4 separate regions of the Sus scrofa genome follow, and regions 2, 3 and 4 are each linked to region 1. Evidence: chromatin contacts called from public HiChIP or PLAC-seq data. All regions are on one chromosome and are shown on one strand. The core of a region is the stretch at or near the end of the contact, and the rest is flanking DNA. Distances in the headings are between cores, read along the strand shown. Region 1 has its middle 240 kb from the start of ALDH8A1. Region 2 has its middle 77 kb from the start of SGK1. Region 3 has its middle 100 kb from the start of SGK1. Region 4 has its middle 140 kb from the start of SGK1.

Region 1 (3,036 bases), core at 304-2,803:
TGCCCAGCTCCTGTCAGAGATCTTTTACCTCTATGTACAAAACCCAGTTCCCGCTGATCTTTGGTGCCATAAAAAATGTACTGAACATCGTGAGACGAATTGACATAAACACTGTGGACTGTCATCTCGTGCAAGCAAGGAAGGCCACCTGTTCCTTGAGTAAAAGACACAGACACAGGTTGCAACCTGAAACTGAGAAGAGGAAGGGAACTAAATAAGAATTCTGGCCCAACCAAGGCTCGAGTCAGCCAGTGAGTTGTCCAAGCCACAGTCCTTTTCTATTTCAAACTCCAGGGGACACTTGGTGTCAAAATCTGACACCACAGTCAAATAGGAGGAGGCGAGGGAAGACACCATGGATTAAATGGTTTTCCAAATTATAATAATCTTCTGTCAGGGAGCAGGAATATTTCTACATTATTGACAGTGATGCAGTGAAAACTCCGAGCTTCTCAGACTTGAGTCCCAGCCCTGCTCAATCATTGATCAGTTACTTGAGTTTGTGCAGATCTCTTGTTCTCTCTGAATATATTTCCTGGTGCATAAAATAGTGTTAATGATATCTACTGGGCAAGGGTTTTTGAGGATTAAAAGAAATATTAAATGTAAATGCCTAAAGAAGTATTAAATGTGCCTGGCACACAATAGATGCTTCATAATAGTCAGGTTCTTTCTACTTGCCCTCTTTTATCATCTTCTCTGGGTTCAAGTTCTATTTAGTAATTGCTTTAAAATAGTGAGAAAGCAGAGGAGGAGGAGAACAAAGAGAATTATTTTAGTAGGTTCAGATATTATTTTTAAAAATACCAAAGAAACGACAGCTTATTACAGACTCTAGAAGTTTGCTATTTATGTACGGGGACCAGTTAATGCTCTGTGTGTGTGTGTGTGTTCATGTGTACCTTTTAACAAAAATTATGCTCTTAAACTGCAAAAGTTTGCCTGTACATGTGTTGTGTTGACTTCTGTGTATTCATTTTTATTTTGCCATTCGAATTAAGCAAATAATATCTAGAGACAAAATTCTTAGGTATTTTTCTAGAGAAAAGAGAAACTTCAGACCTACCTTCAGCAGTGCTATATAGGAACTACATAGAGAGGTAGAGGTGGATTAATTTTGATTAATTTACATGAAGCAAGTAGGTTAGGGGAGATTGACGTGTGAGTTTGCAGTATGCCTCTCTATCTGGACATTTGTACAACACATCCACTTGTTTAACAAATATTTTGGGGAAATTTTCTGTGCCAGGATGGTGCTATGTCCATGTACCAATTCTATGGTGGGGACATGGATTTTTCCCAAGCCACTAATTGCATGTGGTCTCCTAAGGTGGAGCTGCCCAAAGTCATTCTCTAGCTGCTTTTCTGCTATTTCCAATGAAGTGGTCACCCTTTATGCCCAACGGGAAGTTCCAGGATATAATTCTTCATGGTTCGTAATGATCAAGAGCCAGACGTCACAACTAAAGGTTTCGTTACTTTTGTAAAGCAGTAAGGACTACACACCATGAAGCAATCCAGCATTTCTCTGGTTCTAGAAAGCCACTTAATGTGCATGTGACCAGCTTAAGATATGCGTGGTCTCAATGCTGCAACATTTGTTCCCATGTTGCTTATCCCTGATCTGAATGCTCATGAAATATGCAGCTTCTCCTCTGTACCAGCGGGAGATTTTTAAGCAAAGTCAAATATTTTTACACAAAACGTGTCAGTTCTGTGAAGAAAACTACTGCATAACTGTCAAAAATTCTTATAATTACATCTATTTTCCTGCCACCAGAGCTTGTCAGCATAATAGCCAGGTAGGTCACCGTTATCAACACTTTCATGGAGGGACAATCTACCTGGCCTATTTTGCCAGTTCCTTGGGTAATGAGAGGCTTGTTTGTTAGTTCTCTGGCTTTGGGAACATAGATTATCCCTTCCCTCTTTTTTTTTTTTAAAGCATTGTGTTGTAGAAAAAATTTTGGTTAAAGAAAAACAACTGCCTTGATTTGATAAGGTGGCAAATAAGCATTATGTAATAGTCACAGAAACAAGCCTTCCAATTCTTGTTTATCTTTTTAAAAACATTTTTGACAGAAAAATAAGCGAAGAGAAGAAATTTTTAAAACATACTCATAGTCACTTCACCCAGAGAGGGTGTTAACACTTTAGTGTATCTCTTCTGGGTCTGTGCCTCATAAGAATAGACATCTCTATATTTCCTTTAGCTAACATGGGAACGTACTCTCCCTGATGTTATGTACCCCATTTTCCCATGTCATTCAGTGTCCTCCTGTGTCATCTTTTCTAATGACAGCACAGTATTACACGGTGTCACGATTGCTTTAGCCAGTAGAGGCATGTATGTATGGCTGCAGGGTAAGCAACACCCTTAGAGCTTCAGCTTTTAAACCACCTCATCCCCTCTAGGTCGTCTTGAAAACTGTGTTCTCAGCTGGTGTCTGAACGTGTGCTTCTGATCCCGGCCAACTCAGTCAGTCCTAAGGAGGAGACCTCTGGTAGTTCACTGAGTCAGAAGCTAACTGAGCTCAGGGAACTGTCTCAGTACCCCGTTGTCATTTGAAAAAGGAAACTACGGCTTGAGTAGTTTAGAGCATGACTTTTTTTCTGACCAAACAGAGTGTGCTTCAGAGTGTGTGGAATTTAAAACTTTCATTCATGCAACTGATACGGATACAGTCCCTGCTCTATGCATCAGTCATCATGCAGCAGGCTAGGGATATGTTGGAGAAATAGACACAAGTTTTGTTTAGTTTCTTTCTTTCTTTCTTTCTTTTTTTTTTTTGGCTTTTTGCCATTTCTTGGGCTGCTTCAGAGGCATATGGAGGTTTTCAGGCTAGAGGTCAAATCAGAGCTGTAGCCGCCAGCCTACACCAGAGCCACAGCAACACAGGATCGAGCTGCATCTGCAACCTACACCACAGCTCATGGCAACGCCAGATCCTTAACCCACTGAGCAAGGCCACGGATTGAACCTGCAACCTCATGGTTCCTAGTCGGATTCATTAACCACTGAGCCACGATGGGAAC
Region 2 (3,036 bases), core at 218-2,717, 370 kb before region 1:
TGATGCAGAAAAATTATCGTGTCTTCACGTGACTTATTTGCGAACACATCAGGCAGAGCTTGCTCGTCCCATCATTCCTTTTGTTTTCCAGCAGTAAAGGGCTGTCTTTTCCCTAAAATCCAAGCAAACTTGATGTAGGGCACAATTGTGGCAGTTTCCAGAGGGGTGTTTTTTACAATAAAAAACTGACTTTGTTTATATGATGCCACGGTAGCTTTTAGCTCAGATATGGTCGAGCAAGTTTTTGAGTGAAATTATTTGAAAAATTCAATTGATTATAAAAAGAGCCTTCCACACCGATTCCTTTTCCAGAGGGGGCCTGCCAGCAGGCTGGTTATGACATTAATGTAATTCAGGAGAAGGCTCCTGGAAGCAAATTCTTTTCACATTGGTGCCTGGGGTGGCTTGAGAGGCATGGCTCCTAAAATACGACAGTGGCTATGATACAAGGTCAGTGATACTAATCTGATTTCCTCACTGGAGCTATACCAGGTCGTCATCGTCTAGCTTTCTTCCCTCTGAACATCTGTAGTGTTTATTGCTTATATAAAACCATGGGGCTTTGAAGCTCACTGCTACTTATTATGCCCATGTCATCTCTTCACCTGGAACAGAAGGGTGAGGACAGCGTCTTAGGCTTTTTTTTTTTTTTAACTTCCCCAGAGGCATCAGGTCTTCCAAATAATAGGCAATAAAAATAGGTACTGCTTGATTATTTTTGCCAATAACTCCGTTCATTTATAGATCCTAACACGCTTTGCTAACCATCCACTATCAAGGTAATAAATGTGCTCTGAAGAACTAATTCCTTTACACAGCACTAGCTCCCCAGAGCCGGCACCCAGGGTGGCTTCTGGAATTCCCCATCCTTTCATGCCCTTGCACTTGGGATTTCCCGGTCCTTTCTTCGAAGCGTCGACCGAGGGAGTAGCATCCTGTTCTAGGTTCTCAGGGTCCACCCTGTGTTTTCCCCAGGCTTAGTCTGGGGGGATGGGGTGCCGGGGAAGACGAAGGGGAAGTGGCAGAAAAGAGAGGACCCCATCTCTCCATCCTTTTTTTTTTTTTTTTTTTTTTTTGGCTTTTTGCCATTTCTTGGGCCGCTCCCGCGGCACATGGAGATTCCCAGGTTTGGGGTCTAATCGGAGCGGTAGCCACCGGTCTACGCCGGAGCCACAGCAACGCGGGATCCGAGCTGCGTCTGCGACCTACACCACAGCTCACGGCAACGCCGGATCCTCAACCCACTGAGCAAGGCCAGGCATTGAACCCGCAACCTCAGGGTTCCTAGTCGGATTCCTTAACCAGTGAGCCACGACGGGAACTCCTCCACCCTTTTCTACGCTGCTGCTCACAGCGGCCGGTACCCCTAGTTCCATCTCTTGCTTTAGCCGCCCGCCTCGCCCTCCGTGCTTTGCAGCGCCCGCCCTCCGTGCCCTGCAGCAGCCTGACGGCGAGAGGATTCAACACCAAACACAGTCCTCCTACTCAGTTCCATGAATCCCCCTCGGGCTCCTCCCCACGAGATACTCACGCCACCCCACCCAGCTTGAAATAGAAAAGGCTCCGAACTCATGGACCTCAGTCTTTCTCTGGAAATGGAGTCAAGATTTCCTCAGTCCTTTCAGTTCTGGGACTGAGCCTTTAAGGTTGAATGAGTCTTTCCTGGATGTAGAAATATTTTTGAAAAAAGAAAAAGAGGAAGAAGGAGAGAATTATTTCAGGCCATCGCTCTCAGGGGCGGTCTGGGCTCTCTGCGCTTGGAATTGAAAAATGAGGCTCAGGGAAAACGGCAACGCTGGGCTGATCCTCGGGAAAGAACCTGGCCGGCTGGGCCGCAGCTCACCCACCCCCACGCGCTTTGGAACCTTCCTCTTGTGGTTCTTTCAAGAAATCCCCGGTTCCAGGACCTTTAACTTCTCCCTCTGTCTTGGCTGCTGTCTCCAGTATTCAACACACTGGTCTTGAAAGAGCTCTCAAAAGCCAGCAAACTCCCTAAACACGTTACATCCCCGTTTCACCCACAAACGTCCTTGTTTACAGAAACCCTCTTTCACCACCACCCAGGCCCTTTTCCTTCTTAGGCCACTTCATGAAAACATGATCTCCATTTCTTCACCTTAGGTTTACTCCTCCACCCATAGTAATTTACTCATGAAAGACTATTTATGAATCACCTAATGTTTTCCGGGACTAAAGAGACGAACAAGGCAAAGCGTCTCACTCCGTTGAAACAAGTTTTTACTGGGATGCCAATAGACCCGATTCTCAAATCCAGTGGAGCTTTTTCTGTACTTACCTAGCTTGCATACTCCTTAGCATTTAAAGGTTTCAACTAAAGTTGAACAACTCTCTGCCTGGCATTATGCTGGGTGGTAGAGGCACAAAGAAATGTCATTGTTTGAGTGACCTTTGAATGAGGCTGCTTGCATTTCAGAGGAAACTGCCCCATGTGCCTGTGGGTTACCACATCATAGTAAGTGTTAATGTAGCAAACAGTTAAAAGCTCTAGAACTGTACTGCCTGGCTGCAAAGCCCAGCATCACTGCTTGGGCAATTGATTGAGACTCTCCAAGCACAGTTTCTACACTTGTGAAATAGAGATAATAATAACACCATAATACCAACCTCATCAGGGTTTTGTGAAGACTAAAATGAGACAGTGCAAGTAAATTCAGTGCTTGGCACTGGGTGAACACTTGGTTAGTCTTTGCTAATACAAGCCATGGAAGAATATTGTACAAAGTGCTATGACAGGGGAAAAAAAAAAAAAAAAGGTAGATTTTTGGGCCAGTTGGAAGAAATCAGGGAATGCTTCCTGGAGGAAGTGATGGTTAAACTGATTTTGAAGGTTGAGTTAAAAGAGGCCAGATGAGTTGAAATGGGAAAGACATTTCCAGCAGAGAGGATGGCAGAAGCCAAAAATACAGAGGCAAGAATCTGCATGATTTACATAGAACATGAGCCCAGTGGGAGGGGCAAGAACTGAAGCTGGATAGAAAGGTTGGGTCACGGGGCAAGGAATGGTCATTGAAGTTT
Region 3 (3,036 bases), core at 306-2,805, 340 kb before region 1:
TATTTTTTGTCTTTTTGCCTTTTCTAGGGCCGCTCCCGAGGCATATGGGGGTTCCCAGACTTGGGGTCGAATCGGAGCTGTTGCCACCGGCCTGCACCAGAGCCACAGCAATGCGGGATCCGAGCTGCATCTGCGACCTACACCACAGGTCATGGCAACGCCAGATCCTTAACCCACTGAGCAAGGCCAAAGATCGAACCCGCAACCTCATGTCTCCTAGTTGGATTTGTTAACCACTGCGCCATGATGGGAACACCTGATTATCTTTTTTGAGTTAAGGAAAGTAAATTGTATAAAGCCAAACTCAAGGAAGCATGGATATTAAGGTGATTTATGAGGACACTGAAGACATAAATCAGATATAATTATCTGATTTTCAAAAATGAATCATATGCACCTCCTCAAATCGTCTCATAATTCTTTGATGACGCGCAGTGGCAAAATGCTTATGTCAAACTGAAAAGTGGACGGGAAAAGATAAATGGTAGGTCCAAGTGACAATCTGAGTTGCCAAATATTCTTCCTGAGGATTTCACTCATGGACTGTATGCTTTTTCCAGAAGGTGCTGGAGGAATGAAAAGCATCCAAGTCTTGGAAATTTAGCAACTTGTATTACAAAAGTTCTGCTTTAGTACCCACGGATGATCAGATGAAAGATTTAGGGCTTTCTGAATCCTCTTCCAAACATGTGGTTTGGGTGCCTGTAGCTCAGGCCCTGAACAAAAACAGGTAAGAAATCCTACAGCCCTGAGGTCTGTCCCAGCCTCTTACCTCTCAGCCCTTCCTATTCCTCCTTCTCATCTTTATTTTTCTTTAGCACGTTTCCCATCTACTACAGCGTGCTTTACTTTTTAAATGTTGTAGTGAAATTTACATAACATAAAATTTACCATCTTAAACATCTCTAAGTGTGCAGTTCAGTTCTTCACATTGTTGTGCCATCACCACCACCCATCTCCAGACCAATCTTTAAATGTTGTAGTGAAATTTACATAACATAAAATTTACCATTTTAAACATCTCTAAGTGTGCAGTTCCGTTCTTCACATTGTTGTGCCATCACCACCACCCATCTCCAGACCAGTCTTTCAAAACTGAAAATCTGTACCCCATTAAAAAGTACCTCTTCATCCCTGACAGCCCCTCCCCCCAGCCTCTGGCACCCACCATTGGTACTCTCTGTCCCTGTGAATTTGACTACTCTAGATACCTTATACTACAGCAATCACACAGTAGTGTTCTTCTGTGACTGGAATATTTCACTTTCCAAACTTTGTTTATCGACTAGTTCCCTTCATGAGCCTGTAAGCATCTAGGTCAGGAATTACTTTCTATATAACCTCTGCCTTATTTCCAGGGCCTGGAAAATCCCAGGAACCTAGCAGATTCAGAATAAATGTTGGTATGAATGAATGGCCCAGGAAGGCATGCTGCTAAAATGTGGTGAGAATCACTCAGAGTTGAACAGAGAATAACTAAACACATCTATGGGTTGGGCACAGCGGATATAACAGGAATAAAGCCACTGGGCTCATTTTAAAGAGCTTATGTGTGTGTTAAGGGTCAAACGGTGAAACGATTGTTGAATCATAGTGAAATCAACCCATAACTGAGGGAAGTTCACTGCTAACGAAACAGACAGGAAGTTCTCCCAATCTGGGAGGATCAGGGAAGGCACTTTTAAGGGCTACCTTTCAATCCTGCCCTGAGGAATGAGAGTGTGTGTTGGCCAGGTCAAGAGTGAAGAGTTCAAGGTCAGAAGAACAGACTAAGGAAGGGGAATGACTACAGGGCCTCTTGACTTTTTGAGCCTAGATCCCTTCTGGCAATCTGGCAAAGTCTAGAAATCCCTTCCTAGAATAAATTGTTAATGAATTAAGTAAAATACATAGGATTACAAAGGTATAAATTATATTAAACTACAATTAACAAAATTAAAAAAATATTTAGGGGAGTTACCGTCATGGCTCAGTGGTTAACGAATCCGACTAGGAACCATGAGGTTGGGGGTTTGATCCCTGGCCTTGTTCAGTGGGTTAAGGATCCAGTGTTGCTGTGAGCTGTGGTGTAGGTTGCAGATGCGGCTCAGATCCCATGTTGCTGTGGCTCTGGCGTAGGCCGGTGACTACAGCTCCGATTTGACCCCTAGCCTGGGAACCTCCATATGCTGCAGGAGCAGCCCAAGAAATGGCAAAAAGACCAAAAAAAAAAAAAAAAAAAAAAATGTTGTCCTTAAGATTATTTTATGCTTCTGCTTAGTAAACCATTTTTTAAAAAATGTCCAGGTTCCCATTGTGGCTTACAGAGTTAAGAACCCCACTAGTATCCATGAGGATGCAGGTTCTATCCCTGGCCTTGCTCAGTGGGTTAAGGATCCCGGGTTGCTGTGAGCTGTGGTGTAGGTCGCAGACATGGCTCAGATCTTGAGTTGCTGTGACTGTGACTGTGGCATAGGCCGGCAGCTGCGGCTCTGATTTGACCCCTATCCCGGGACTTCCATGTGTTGCAGGTGTGGCTCTAAAAAGACGGAAAAAAAAAAAAAAAAAGATTTACAATATAGAAAAAAGATTTCCAGTTTGTTAATACTCAGTGTTTGGCTCTGTCTGTTTGTTCTAGTTTCAAAGAAAGAATTAGGCCATTTCCTCTGACAGGCTTTAGGAGCCTCTGGTAGTTTTCCAGTTCCTATGGCTTTTTTTTGCCCCGTGGTAGGTGGGGAGGAATAATGTAATTTAAGCTAAAGCACATTAGCATCAGCTGTTCCCAAGAATATCCAAATACCTCACTTCTTCACAAAACAAAATGCTTCTTGAATTCAAATAGAGAAAGTAAATCAAGAAAAGTAGAAAAACAAACAATAACAGTAGATATCTGAGAGGCTAAAAGAGTTTATGGCCACAAAGAAGGATCCCAATTCTAATCCCAAGTTTGCCATTTCTCTTTAAGACTCCAGGGAAGTTCTTTCCTCTTTCACTGGCTTTTTCCCTGCCACAAAAGCCTCACTACCATAATCTGACTAAGTGCTGTGATTTCTTCAT
Region 4 (3,036 bases), core at 247-2,746, 310 kb before region 1:
TTTCCAGAGGGTTCTGAGGATATTAACCCAAAGCAATCATTTGCAAGTAAAAATTTTCTTTAAGTCATGTTTTATCCTTTTAAAAATTTATGCGAATTTCATATTATATTCTATAATACACACTTGTAGGTGTTAACATAAGAGTAATACATTCCAAATTCTCAAGTACAATTTCTGCTCCTAGGGGCTGAGACCTACTTCTTCTGTGGCTTTTGGCACTTTGTCCTTTATGCCAGATGGAGAATCACAAGGGGGGATGAAAAAGAAGTCACATGCCGGCTGGAGGCAGGAGTTTATGTTGGACCTGGGGATAACTTTATAAAAAGGATGTTAAATGCAATATTCTAGTAGCATCCACCACAGTAGGTACTACATTGTGAGTGCTTTATAACTACCAGACACTGGGTTAGGCACTTTATAAACATTTCATTAAATCCTCACAATATCTGTGCACCAGCTGCTATCGTCTGCCTTTGTGGAGGAGAACATAGCAGTGGAAAGATGGGAGTCCAGAGGCAATGAGACTAGGATGTTAATGGGTCTGATTTCGATGTGATGATAATTTGGTGCAAGAGGGTAGCCATGCAAAGTCTTAAAAACACACTTTGGAGTTCCCATTGTGACACAGAGGAAACAATTCCAAGTATCCGTGAGGATGCGGGTTTGATCCCTAGCCTCACTGGGTGGGTTAGGGATCCCACGTTGCTGTGAGCTGTGGTATAGGTCAAAGATGCGGCTCAGATCCTGAGTTGCTGTGGTTGTGGCTGGAGCTGTAGCATGGGCCAGCAGCTATAGCTCCAATTTGACCCTAGCCTGGGAACTTCCATGTGCTTCAAGTGCAGCCCTAAAAAGCAAAAAAACAAAGCACGTGTTTTATTTTTTTCACTCAACAAAGACGTATTGAATGTCTGCTATACACCTGACAATGGTGAATAAGACACTGTTGTTGCTCAAAGCTGGACAGAAAGTTTGACTGGCAATCCTGGGGCTGTATGATGATTTTGGTGATAATACATTCAGGGTGTCTGGGAGCCCATAGGCAGTGACTTTGAGGATCTAGAGTATCTTTCATAGACATGGAGAGATGTTTTGAAGAATAGGTTTTTTTTTTTTTTTTTTTTTTTTTTTTTTAATCTTTTTGCCTTTTCTAGGGCCGCTCCCGTGGTATATGGAGGTTCCCAGGCTAGGGGTCAAATCGGAGCTGTAGCCATCGGCCTACACCAGAGCCACAGCAACTCGGGATCGGAGCTGCATCTGCGACCTACACCACAGCTCACGGCAACGCCAGATCCTTAACCCAGTGATTGAGGCCAGGGATCAAACCTGCAACCTCATGGTTCCTAGTCAGATTCGCTAACCACTGAGCCACCACGGGAACTCTGAAGAATAGAATTTTTAACTGAATGCAGGGCGTGATAGAATGTGATGGTGGCTAAAAACAAAGACTCTGATGACAGATTACTTGGGTTTAATTCTTCCCTCTTCACTGAGTTCTAGCAATGTGACCTGGAAAAAGTTACTTAATTCCGTTCTTTAGTTTCCTCATCTCAAAATGGAGATAAAAATATATTACCCCATAGAGTTTTTGTGAAGATTGAAATGAGTCAGTATATGAATTTTGAAATATGTCCTCACCCGTGAGAAGTTTTGGGCAATTATTTGCTTGTTGCTATGGGAAGTTGAAACAGAGGGAAGTTATGCAAACACGCAACGAGCTGGTGCTTACAGACATGTTCATCAAAGAATCAATATTTTTGAGGTTTTTCTCACTGTTATAGACCTCCTGTCCTCGCCCTAATGTTTAGGCCAGGTCAAAACTTGAATCTTGTTAGGGCTAGGTCGGCTAAGGAACTGAGTGAGTCTGTCAGGGACTGAGGTGACTGGGGCCCCCTGAAAAGGGGGCTGCTACTCAGCCCCAGCAAATTGTCACCCATGGAAATGACAGTCTGGGGATGCTGGATCTTCTGACATTTTAGAGAAACTGAACAACCATATATTTATGAAAAATTTTTCTAATTTTTAAAACTCTCTCGAGAGACAAAAAAAATTGTGTGTAGGCTGGATCCATCCTTTTGAGGCCTCTTGCTAGGTTTATGGTTGCCTCCAGGAATATATAATAGCTTTTTCTTTCAAATTTCCTACCAAAAAAAGAGGAATAGAGAAGTTGATGGACTCTGGGAAGATAATTTCAAAAAGGCTGTGGGTTTCTCAAGTCTGGGCCCTGGGGCCATCCAGGCAGAGTAGCTTTTCCGCATAGTGTAAACTGGGGTAGAACTGTGAGTGTGTGTGTGTGTGTGTGTGTGTGTGTGTGTGTCTAGGGAGCTGGTTATTAAATGCCCCACAGATGGTGGCATTTATTGTACTCTTAGTGTCAGGGAACAACTCACACTGGTTACACACGTAAATGACTATTTTTAGTACCATTCAGACGCTTATTGCTTTACCCTCAGACATACTCTTCAATATGGAAGAACTAAATGTAGCTAAAAGGGATGACATTTATTGATAACTTATGTGAAAAGTAACATTTCAGACTGTAATTTCAACGAAGATGCATTCTACAACCACTGAGCATCAAGCATCTGGTCCTATTTGTGACAAACACTGTGACTATGTTGGGGTTCAATGTGGGGTGGTGAATTTCAGGGCATGAAACTTTGATCTAATGAGCCTATGGCTTTATCAAATGATCTAATTAGCAAAACCTCATCGCCAAAACAAGAAACAACAAAATTGACCATAATTTTATTCAGGTAGTTCAAGTAGAGAATAAAATGAACCACTAAGGAGTTCTCAGCACTAACAAACCCAACTAGGATCCATAAGGACATGGGTTTGATTCCTGGCCTCGCTCAGTGGGCTAAGAATCCAGAGTTGTCATGAGCTGTGGTGCAGGTCACAGATGTGGCTTGAATCCCACATTGCTGTAGCTGTAGCGTAGGCCAGAAGTTGTAGCTCCAATTTGACCCCTAGCCCAGGAACTTCCATATGCCATGAATGCAGCCCTAAAAAGACTATATATATAATAAAAAATAA

The links. HiChIP or PLAC-seq counts read pairs in DNA pulled down with a chosen protein or histone mark.
Region 2: a contact with region 1 is called in an H3K27ac HiChIP or PLAC-seq map of alveolar macrophages. The contact joins two enhancer-like sites. A contact is called at or near these places in 2 of 47 Hi-C or Micro-C datasets (fetal skeletal muscle and subcutaneous adipose tissue) and 1 of 2 datasets of contacts at active chromatin or transcription factors (alveolar macrophages).
Region 3: a contact with region 1 is called in an H3K27ac HiChIP or PLAC-seq map of alveolar macrophages. The contact joins two enhancer-like sites. A contact is called at or near these places in 1 of 47 Hi-C or Micro-C datasets (embryonic fibroblasts) and 1 of 2 datasets of contacts at active chromatin or transcription factors (alveolar macrophages).
Region 4: a contact with region 1 is called in an H3K27ac HiChIP or PLAC-seq map of alveolar macrophages. The contact joins two enhancer-like sites. A contact is called at or near these places in 2 of 2 datasets of contacts at active chromatin or transcription factors (alveolar macrophages and skeletal muscle).

The regions. Positions count from the first base shown.
Region 1 is chr1:29,300,763-29,303,798 of Sscrofa11.1, reverse strand. No RefSeq gene overlaps it. Among named protein-coding and RNA genes, the nearest start is that of ALDH8A1, 240 kb to the right of the region's middle. Within about 2 kb of position 1,553, at least 3 of the 83 cell types and tissues checked have an H3K27ac peak or open chromatin away from gene starts, as enhancers often do. A contact at or near this core is called in alveolar macrophages, where this site is marked.
Region 2 is chr1:29,669,157-29,672,192 of Sscrofa11.1, reverse strand. It overlaps a transcript of SGK1 not described here. Among named protein-coding and RNA genes, the nearest start is that of SGK1, 77 kb to the left of the region's middle. Within about 2 kb of position 1,467, at least 19 of the 83 cell types and tissues checked have an H3K27ac peak or open chromatin away from gene starts, as enhancers often do. A contact at or near this core is called in alveolar macrophages, where this site is marked.
Region 3 is chr1:29,643,385-29,646,420 of Sscrofa11.1, reverse strand. It overlaps a transcript of SGK1 not described here. Among named protein-coding and RNA genes, the nearest start is that of SGK1, 100 kb to the left of the region's middle. Within about 2 kb of position 1,555, at least 2 of the 83 cell types and tissues checked have an H3K27ac peak or open chromatin away from gene starts, as enhancers often do. A contact at or near this core is called in alveolar macrophages, where this site is marked.
Region 4 is chr1:29,610,646-29,613,681 of Sscrofa11.1, reverse strand. No RefSeq gene overlaps it. Among named protein-coding and RNA genes, the nearest start is that of SGK1, 140 kb to the left of the region's middle. Within about 2 kb of position 1,496, at least 7 of the 83 cell types and tissues checked have an H3K27ac peak or open chromatin away from gene starts, as enhancers often do. A contact at or near this core is called in alveolar macrophages, where this site is marked.